Linked DNA regions of Pan troglodytes: region 1 is linked to region 2. The links are chromatin contacts, called in public HiChIP or PLAC-seq maps. All regions are on one chromosome and are shown on one strand. Each heading gives the region's core, a stretch centred on a gene start, on an enhancer-like site or on the middle of the called end of the contact. The rest is flanking DNA. Distances are from core to core; before and after follow the strand shown.

The links. HiChIP or PLAC-seq counts read pairs in DNA pulled down with a chosen protein or histone mark.
Region 1: an H3K4me3 HiChIP or PLAC-seq map of stem cell-derived excitatory neurons shows a contact between it and region 2, with 2.5 times the contacts expected there. The contact joins the promoter of DNAJB5 here to the promoter of PIGO in region 2. A contact is called at or near these places in 1 of 7 Hi-C or Micro-C datasets (stem cell-derived neural progenitor cells) and 1 of 1 datasets of contacts at active chromatin or transcription factors (stem cell-derived excitatory neurons).

The regions. Positions count from the first base shown.
Region 1 is chr11:80,997,637-81,002,874 of NHGRI_mPanTro3-v2.0_pri, reverse strand. DNAJB5 (DnaJ heat shock protein family (Hsp40) member B5) reads left to right here and starts at 2,376. Exons shown (of 4, transcript XM_001164764.6): 1 at 2,376-2,524.
Region 2 is chr11:80,886,067-80,891,368 of NHGRI_mPanTro3-v2.0_pri, reverse strand. PIGO (phosphatidylinositol glycan anchor biosynthesis class O) reads right to left here and starts at 1,454. Exons shown (of 11, transcript XR_010148958.1): 1 at 1,352-1,454; 2 at 1-364. It overlaps STOML2 (stomatin like 2), which reads right to left. Exons shown (of 10, transcript XM_520553.7): 10 at 4,680-4,961. The coding sequence ends at 4,824.

The DNA.
Region 1 (5,238 bases), core at 1,127-3,626, 110 kb before region 2:
AATCCCCATTTACAAAGGAGATGAGGCATGAGTGTGGCGTGTAAGCTCACAAGGTGCATAGACTCCAGACCACACTGTCACAGTCCATGCCACACTGAGCACTACACACACGTGACACCCAGGACAATGGGACTGAGGGCAGGAACCGAGGACTAGGCAAACAGTGGAGTCCGTGCCACCAACACCTGAAGGCACAGTCCTGCACCCTCAAAGGTCCGAGCCTACACTTTAGCATTAGCAGGGGCCAGGTAAAGGCTGGTGACTAAACTCTCTGCCTCCGTGTTGGCACAGGCAAGGCTGGGGGAGGCAAAAGAGACAGAACTGGAATAGGAAGAAGTAGAGCCACCCACAGCCTGGGCCCCACGGGTCTGGAGGTGGAAGAGTGAGAGCCCCCAGATCTGAGGAGCCAGCAGCGGTGCAGGGCCCCTCACCCCACCTTACCCATCTCTGTGTCACACAGAGATGTCCATCCCTCCTCCCTCCCCTCCCCCTTCCTCACTCCTCCTCACCCCATCTCTGTGCCTCATCCTTTCATTACTCACCCCTTCTTTCCTCATCCCTCACCCTGCCTTCCTGCCCCTCCGCAGCCCTTCTTTCCTTATCCCCCACCCTGCCTTTCCTCCCCTCCCCAGCCCTCCTTTCCTCTGCCCTCCTTACTCCCACCCTATGGCTCATCTGCCCCATGCCCCTCCCCCTCATCCCCCTCACCCCATCTCACCATCCTCTCACCACCCCCTCTCCCTACCTCCCCTCCCTCAACCCCATTTCCTCAAATTCCTCATGCTCCTCGTTTCCCCACATTCATCACCCATCTCTGCTCCCCTCCTGGCCCCCAACCCCACTTCCTTTCCATCCTCCTCTCACCCCAAGTCTCTTTCTTCCTTCACACCTCATGCCCCTTTACCCTTGGGAGCCCCATAGTGACTCCTGGCATGAAGGTAGGTAGTGAAGAATCTACAGACATGACCCCAGGACCCTGGCACCCCCCCCACCCCCTTGCTCTGCTCTTGGCCCAGGTACTCAAGCCGCAGTTTCTAGCAAGACCTCATGGGTGTCCAAACTCTGTCTCTGGAAAATAGGAAAGAAAGAAGTAAAGGAGAGCTTCTGGCCTGACCCTTCTTTTATCATCAACCCCCCAGCACTCCCCTCCCCCACTTCACCCCCAAATTACTCCCTCCCCACCCCCGCTCCCTCGAGCACAGATGGGCCTGGGAGACAGTGACGTGGGCGCCAGGCACCGTGTCTGCTCGAGTGGCGGCTTCCGCTGGCGACCGCCTCCGCAGCCCCGCCTGCTCCCTGCATCGGGGACACTGGGGCTGAGATCTAATGACTTAATGGGGGGTGGGGGAGACTAGAGATTCTGAGGGTGTTAAGGAAGGGGATCTTGGGGAGTGAGATGAAAGATGAAAGGGGAGAGCTAGGATAGGAGATCGCGGTGTAAAGAAAGAACCAAGAATAAGACAAAACGGATCACTGCGGGAAGGAAGACAGATCATCGAGGGCCAAGAAGGAAAGGGCTAAAACACAGGCATTCCAGGGGGAAGCAGGATGAGAGACTGATTAGAAGGGGGACTGAAATGGGGACCGCGGGGTCGCTGAAGAGGGGCGCGAGGATGAGGGGCTGTACAGAGGGTGGGCGGGGGAGATTCCTGGAGGCACCGGCCTGGGCAGAGCCATGCGTTTCCCTCGGGGGAGAGGTCCGGGGGGCTCTGAAACCCGGCATCCGTGGGGTCTGTTAGAGATTCCGTTAGGTCACATCAGGCCACCGCGGGGTCAGGATAAGGTAAAGCTAAATGAGGTCAGCTTGAGGTGGTTACACCGTTGGCTGAAAGGCGAGTAAGAAGTGCTGACCTTTTGGCCCCGGTCCAGGGACTACACCTCCCAGAGTGCACTGTTCTCTCCCCCTTGCCCCCCAATGAAGAAAGGAAAGAATGCACGGCCGCACGGCCAACTGGTGGGTACAGTTTTCCTTTAAGGCTGCCTTTGACGTCGCAAGGGTTCCAGAAGGTTCTCCTGGGATTCGAGCAGTGGCCAGTACGTCCCACCTTCTCAACCCGGAGATTGGACTAATATAGTTTGCCCCCGGGCTCGGGTCTGAGTCTCAGGCACGAACCAATAAAATCAAAGGGCGCGCGAGGTTGCCGCCCTCTGTCTTTTTCACCAATGGCACGACAAGATGGCAAAGAGGCGTGGTTGAGTGATCCCAGAGGGCGCCAATCAGATCCACACCAATCACTGCCTGGAATGTGTGCGCGTGTGGCCGGGTGACAGGGGCGGAGGATGGGCGGCTATCACCAAGCCGCTTGTTGAAAACTGCCCAATCACAGTAGAGGCTGAGCTGAGTGACAGGAAGGCGGTTCAATGGGCGGCGCGGAGGCGGAGCCGTGGGGGCGGGCTCCCGGTCCCGCTGTCGGCGGCCGGCGGGCAGGCGACTCCTGTCCCGGGTGGAGGCGGCGGAGCCGGAGCCGGGGGAGGGGGCAGCGGCTGTCTCACGGACCACGGCGGCGCCCGCAGCTCCTCACCGGTGAGGGCGCCGAGCCAGGACTCGGGGGTCCCGGGAGCGGGGCGTCGTGAAGCCAGGGCTCCTGGTGTCGGGGGGTTGGGACACTGAGGGCCCGTAGGCTCTGCTGCCTTGGGGATGCGGGGCCCCGGGGTCTGCAGGGTGCTCGGAGTCCTCGACCCGGGCTTGGCTGTCACAGGGGGCGGCCAGCGTCTGAGTCGGGGAGGGGAGGGGAGGGGAGGGGAGGGTCGAGTCGGACCGGACCAGATTGGGTTCTGTGGGGCGGAGGCATCTGTGAGCAGACCAGCCAGCCAGCGCGGGTGACATCACCGACCACCCTCCCCCGCCCGAGCCCCCTCCCCTCCTCTCCTCGCCGCGCCTTTTGTCCCGGCCGAGCTCCGCTCTGCCCCGCCCATCTGCGAGGGAGGAGACTCCCGTCAGTGACTTCATTGAGTAGGTTCTTGGGGATTGGGGTCGGGTCCTCCCCAGTGAGAGGCGACAGGAGCTCACTGCCTCTCGGGCCCTCACAATCACACCTGTCACAGGTATACACGCTGCCACTCACAAACACACGCTTGCACTCCCAGCCTCACTGACACACTGCCATACAGCCGCTCACAGCCAGCCAGACACTGCTGCACCTGAAAGCAGGTGGCCGCGGGTCTTCTCCCTTCACTCTCCACACTTGGGGATCAGGTCCGGCACCTGCTGCGCCAGACAGGCCTTGCTGGGCACGCGCCTCTGAGAGTCCAAGGAGGTGGCTTCCAGAGCTGCAGCACTTCAGGCCGGCTCCGGTGGAGCGATCAGAGGTGAGGGGCTTGGCTGGGCATGTTTAAGCGCACAGTGCTCTCCTGCCCACCCCCAGCAGCACCCCCACTGCAGGCCCGAGGAGCTTTCCGGAGCTTCCCACACTCCTGGGGAGAAGACTTCTTAGCCAGCTTGATGTTTAAAATTCAGCTGGAGCCCTTAAAACTTCGAGCGTGGACGCTGAATGGGTTTGTAAAGTTTCGGTAAGTCCCTCCGGAGAAGGGCACTCATACCCATACCCAGTCAAACCCTCCACGCGGCCATCCCCTCCATTGCCTTCCTGCTTCCTCCACCTCATCCTCATCCCCTCTGTGACATACAGGAACCCCCCTCCGGCCTCACCCACATATTTGAATGAATTGCACCCCTTATCATTCCTCTTCTTTTCTCAAACCCTTCAGGTATCCATTTTCCACAGACATTTCCTCCATTATTTCAACTCTCGACATTCCTCCCTTTCAACCCATCATTAACCCATTTTCCACCTCAGCCATTTCCATCTGTCACTCATCCCCCTCCATCAGTACCTCATTTTCTGTATCAGCCATCTCCCCTCCCTGTACCTCAACAGTCCCCCTCGCCATTTTCTCCCCATTTTTCCTTCCTGCCTCTACCTTAACATCCTCCTCATTCTTCTCCATCAAAGGCAGTGCCATGCCATGGGGCTCCTTTGTCATTCCAACACGTGGCCTGTGGGTAGGGGGGAAGGGAAGGAGGGAGGAAAGCAGAAAGAGAAAAAGGAGGCAGATCCTGAAAGAGCTTGCCCTGTGTCTGCGGAGGCAAGAGATGTATGGGCCTAGAGCAGCTAGCAGGTGGGTACCAGGGAGGAAGCTGGCCGGGTGTGGAGGTAATGCAGGGACACCAAAAGGAGGTGGGTGGCTGGTGAGCCGTTCCACTGGCCCTCTGCCTGGAAGCTGCTCTCGTTCTCTAGGGGCACCCTCTTGGTGTGCTAGGGTTCTTTCCCAGTCCCAGGGGAAAGAAGGTGTGAGTTGAGGCAGAAATGGCAGACCACCCCCCCCCCCCCGCTCCCTCTCAGACGGCTTTTGCTGCCATTTCCGAAAACGGCTGCCCCCCCCCAACGAGGTGCTCTTTCTTCTCTGCCTCTCCCAACCCCACCCCCCACCCCGTCTCCCCCACAGACGTGACATGCTGGTGGGGGGCAATGGGGGAGTACCCGCCTTTGTGGAGACTTTTCTTCGTCAGAGAAAGGTGACTCCCAGAACCATGAGTCAACCCAGCCACCTGCAGCAGGGCCTGTGGGGGCAGCAGTGAGGGCCATTGTCCCTGCCCACCTAGGGCCTTGGGCGCCTCCCCCTTACCCGGTTACAGCCCTCACTCCTGCAAGGACACCCTGTACACCTCCCTGCTGTGAAGCAGTCAGAGGCAGAAAGGCAGGTCTCAGCTGTGGCTGCCAGCCTAGGACATTGCTAGAAAGACTCTGGTTCTCCTGGCTTTGGCAGGGGTTGACCAAGTCTCAGAAGGGCTGAGAATGGCTTCTGGCCATCCCCCAGAGAGCTCTAGCTACAGGAAAGTCCCCCTTCCCCTGATATCCACCACAGACACACCGATAGAGGGAGACTGGAATGGAAGAATTCGGGTTGTACGTTTCTCTTATAACAAATGCTCCTGCACCCACCTTAAAAGGGACTCAGAGGAATATGGGTCTGACGATGGGCCAGATCCTAAACCACAGGGTGGACTGGGGGCATGGGGTGGGGCTAGGAGAGGTATTAAGGAAATGGTGGTTGGTTAGTGCCCAATTGTCTCCTAACAGCTGGGGTTAAAAAGTCCTGTCCCCAGGATGCTTTTGTTCACTCACACTGGTGCTTAGGCGGCACAGCCCTCACAGTTTTGTGTGTAGACGCTGGCAAATGAGTAAAGGGAACTGTTGCCCTGGTTGGGGGAAGGATAGTGTCGCCCCCCCTGCTAAT
Region 2 (5,302 bases), core at 205-2,704:
GTAGAGCCGGGCATGGTGGGGCTGAATCTCCAGGATCCTCTGCAAGGAGCTTAGTTTGCCCAGGAAGGGTAGGGAGACAGGAGGCTCTCCAGGCACGTGTGAGTGCTGGGGCTGGGCGAAGTCAAATCGCAGAGCATCTATCAGCACCAACACAACCCGCGAAAATCGGGAAGCCATCCAGCAGGCCCCAGGTTTCCCTTGGCTCCCCCATGGCAGGGACCCAGGGCCTGGGGGCTCTTGGCAGCTGCTATGGTTGGTGAGCTCCAAACGGGTGAGCAGGAAGCCACTGGTGAAGAGGGCAATGCCAGCGTAGAAGAGGAAGCAGACCCAGGCCAGGAAGAGCAACACTGAGGCTTTCTGCATCCTGATAGGGGTGGGGAAGTAAATTCATTACTGTGGGGCAAAGAACCAGTGGATATTCTGGTCCCTGAATACAAGCCCAGCTAGAATCACTTCCTCCCGGAAACCTTCCTGGAGATAAACCATCTCACAGCCAACCCCTCGCAATATTACTGTCCTCCTATTTCCAGGCTGGGCATGGTGGCTCACGCCTGTAATCCCAGCACTTTGGGAGGCCGAGGCGGGCGGATCACCTAAGGTGAGGAGTTCGAGGCCAGCCTGGCCAACATGGTGAAACCCCGTCCCTACTAAAAATACAAAAATGGGTGGCGGGCACCTGTAGTCTCAGATACTGGGGAGGCTGACGCAGGAGAATCGCTTGAATCGGGGAGGCGGAGGTTGCAGTGAGCCGAGATTGAACCACTGCACTAGAGTCTGGACAACAGAGGGAGACGCCGTTTCATGAGGCCCCACCCCAGATCTACTGAATCAGGATCTTCGAGGGGTAGAGCATAGGAACGTTCACATGTACAGGCAGGAAATGCTAATGCTGAAAACACACAGTCAGGAGGGAAACTTATTCCAATTGGTAGTCAGGCTCTCTTACAGGCCGTTTCTGCGCCTCTCCCCTCGCCAATCTCAATACCCAGTGGAAAGGGATCGAAGCCGCAGGGGAATCCGGGCCCAGCCGACGGCGCCGCCTGGCGGGCACCGAGGGGACGAAGGGGAGGAGTCACTCTCCGCTTCCGGGCGGCCAGGTTCGCCAGGAGACCTGAGGCACGACCTTCGCCACGCAAAGAGGCTGGGGCGCGGGTCGAGAGTCGACTGGGCCTCCGCTGGGACCCAGGCGTGCGACCGGCTCTGCCTCCTCCGGTAACTACCCAGCCTCCCGCTGGGCACCCTAGCCGCGGTACTGAGCACCTTGGTTAGGAGCTGAGGGGAAGAGGGAGACTCCCTTACTTCAGGGTGGGGGAATACCCGGGGGTGAGGTTCTCGGGAGACCCTGGCTCACCTGCAATGGCACCCGGAAGTGCGGCGGCGGCGGCGCCTGCGACCTGGCAGCACAGAGATGCGTGCGCCAGACAGAGTGGCACGTCGGTGGCTCCATCGCCATCTGCCGGCACCTCGGTGGAAGTTTGGCCAGGAGCGTGGGGCTGGCCCCAGTTTGATGGGATATTTAGTAATTGAAAATTGGGGACAGGGGACCAAGCTGGAGGAAGAGTTCAGGGAACCACTGTCCATTCATGGTTACGACTAAGAGCACGGCTGCTGGAGTCAAACTTGACTTGAATCCTAGCTTGGCCGCACATATTGTCATTATTAGGCATTACCTCATCTGTAAAATGGAGATAATACTTATTTTCCCCTTTTTGCTTAGCTGAGTCCAACTGAGATTTCATTACTCCTCCTTTCAAAGCCTGTAACTAAATCTTACGACTGAATAATTAAGCAAATAATCCTTCGGAGTGGAGGAGGGGAGGCTGGGCCCAGTGGTTCACACCTGTAATCCCAGCACTTTGGGAGGTCAAGGCAGGTGGATCACCTAAGGTCAGGAGTTCAAGACCAGCCCAGCCAATATGACGAAACGCCGTCTCTACTGAAAATACAAAAGTTACCCGGGAGTGGTGGCGGGCGCCTGTGATCCCAGATACCTGGGAGGCTGAGGCAGGAGAATCACTCGACCCCGGGAGGCGGAGGTTGCAGTGAGCCGAGATTGCACCACTGCACTCCAGCCTGGGCAACAGAGCAAGACTCCCTCTCAAAAAAAAAAAAAAAATGCCAGGCACGATGACTCACACCTGTAAGCCCAGCAATTTGGGAGGCTGAGGCTGGAGAATCAGTTGAAGTCAGGAATTGGAGACCAGCCTGGCCAACATGCTGAAACCCCAACTCTACTAAAAATTACAAAATTTAGCCAGGCGTGGTGATGTGTACCTGTAGTCCCAGCTACTGAGGAGGCTGAGACTGGAGAATTGCTTGAAGCCAGGAGGCAGAGGCTACAGTGAGCTGAGATCGTGCTACCGCACTCCAGCCTAGGCGACAGAGCGAGACTCTGTCTCAAAAAGAAACAAAACCCGTCCACTGGTTTCTCATCTCAGAGTAAAAGTTCTTGCATTGGCTCTACATGGCCCTGCACACTATCTGCCTCTTCCCCTTCTGATTCATCTAGCTGCCACTTCTTTGCTTCCCTAACTCTGTTCCATCCACAGCAGTTCTGCCTCAGGACCTTTGCATTTGCCATCTCCTGTGTCAGCTTCAGTTCCCGATACCGAAATGGATCTCCATCACCTTCATATTGAAGCTCAACTGTAACATCAGCAAGGCTTCCTGCAATCCCCTACTTTACTAGTTCAGCACCTCCCACCACCACACCCCCTGGAAAAATTTCCCCTCACTTCCTTAATTTCTTCCATAGCACAACTCATCAGCATCTGAAATTCTACACGTATTTATGGTTTGTCCCCTCCGAGTAGAATGTGAGCTCATTGAGGTCAGGGAATTCTGTTTTCTTCATTATGATATCCTCAGCACCTAGCATATATTTGAGGTTCACATACTGACCAAACGAATAAAGGAATATGTTAATTTTTAAAAAAAGTTGAGTTATTCTTCCACCTTCATCCCCATAGCCCCTTATCTCAGTTCAGACCTCATCCCTTCTCTAGGATCACTGAGGCAGCCTTCTCCCTGTCCTCCCAGCCTCCTGTGTCTCCCTACTATCCCTTCTCCACATTGCAGCAAGACAGCTCTAACTAAAACATTAATGTGATTACTGTTCTTTTTTTCTTTTTTGTAGAGATAGGGTCTTACCATGTTGCCCAGGCTGGTCAACTCCTGGGCTCAAGTGATCTTCCCACCTCAGCCTCCCAAAGTGCTGGGATCACAGGTATGAGTCACCGTGCCTGGCCAATGTGATGTTTTATCTTAAAATTCTTCATGGGAAGGGAAAAAAAACCCTTCATAGGCCGGGCACAGTGGCTCACGCCTGTAATCCCAGCACTTTGGGAGGTTCAGGCGGGCAGATCATGAGGTCTGGAGTTCGAGATCAGCCTGACCAACATGGTGAAACCCTGTCTCTACAAAAAACAAAAAAATTAGCCAGGTATGGTGGCGCATGCCTGTAATCCCAGCTACTAAGGAGGCTGAGGCAGAATTGCTTGAACCCGGGGGGCGGAGGTTGCAGTGAGCCGAGATCATGCCATTGCACTCCAGCCTGGACAACAGAGGGAGACGCTGTCTCAAACAAACAAACAAAAAAACCCTATTACCCTAGGGATAATGTCCAACCCCTTCAACAAGAATCTCATTCCTTGTGACTTGGCCCTTGCCATGTAGTCACATCCCCCTTAACACTATACCCTTCAGCCAACTTCTCTCAAGCAGTGAGCCTTTGTTTATTCTAGTCCAGGACCTGACTTGGTGAAAACTTGCTAACTTTTCCAGCCTGAGTTCAGTGGCAGTCAGCAATGCTGCTACTCATAAGCTGATATGCTCTTCCCACCAAGATCCCTCAGCCAGAACTTTCCTCTACCACAGCATTTATCACTTTTTTTTTTTTTTAAGAGAGTGTCTCACTGTTGCCAGGCTGGAGTGCAATGGCGTGATCACGGCTCACTGCAGCCTCCACCTCCCAGGTTCATGCAATTCTCCTGCCTCAGCCTCCCAAGCAACTGGGACTACCCGCACATGCTACCACGCCCAGCTAGTTTTTGTATTTTTAGTAGACGGGGTTTCACCATATTGGCCAGGATGGTCTCAATCTCCTGACCTCATGATCTGCACACCTAGGCCTCCCAAAGTGCTGGGATCACAGGTGTTGAGCCACCACGCCCGGCCACATTTATCACTTTCTATCACTGTCTGCTTCCTGTCTGTTTTCCCTACCTGACCTTGTATTCTGTGAAAGCAGGGACCACTGGGTTTCAGGTATTTTTGTAATCCAGTGTCTAGTAATGAGCTTGGCACTTGGTAGACATTCAATGTTTTTGAATAAATGAATGAGGAGTACCCTCAGTCCCTGAAAACCCTTTAAGTATGCCAGTGCAGGGTAGTAGTTTCTCATGAAAGTACTTCTTTCCCATGAAAAAACCCCCAAACACCTGCCTCAAACACACAGCCCCACACTTAGCAGGAAGGGGACTTCACTTCCCAGCCAGCAGTTCAGTGAACATATGGTTTAACACTTCCACCCTATCCCACAGTTTCTCTTGAAGACAAAAATGATAGTTTCACTTTACAAGAAGTTCACTCTTATTCATGGAGGCATCATGCTGACAGGACTGGATCCAAGGAAAATGCTAGTGACTTTCCCAACTTCATTCCCTAATCAAAGAGGACAGTTTCTGGTTTGCCACTGGTGAGTTTATTACACGACTAAAGTTCAAATAAAAAAATAAAAACCAAAATCTTGGCAGGGAAGCTAGAGCCAGAATCAGGAAAATCTGCTTCCTTGTCCCCAGACTCCCTGGCCAAGCCCAGCTCCACTAACTCATCTTGACTCGATCAAGTTCCTCATCAAGACTTGCATCTGTACCCTGGACATCTCTGCTGCTCCCACTGGAGAGTGAATCTGGAGTCCCTGGCACTGGGGCTTTGGTGAGGGCTCCATATACACCCATGGCCTGAGGAGAGGAACAGAGAGAATACCATGAGGACACTTGACAGAGGTGCAGCCCAGCCTACCAATGGCTAAACGGGAAAAGATGGCATGGGGGCCAGTAAGTTGGTTTTCCTTTCTCCCTCTCTCAAACCTGTCTTGTAAGCTCTGGAGTTGATTTTAGGAATCTTGCAAACCATCAGAGTAAAGTGACTCTCAGAATACCAGCACAAGTATCTACCAAAAAAAGGTATCTCAAGAACTTCCATATTTGCAGGACTGAGTGGAGATGTTTCATTCTTAGATTCCATCTCTACAAAGAATGAAGGGAGGTCTAGGGCCAAGGCACTCTGAAGACCTTTATGG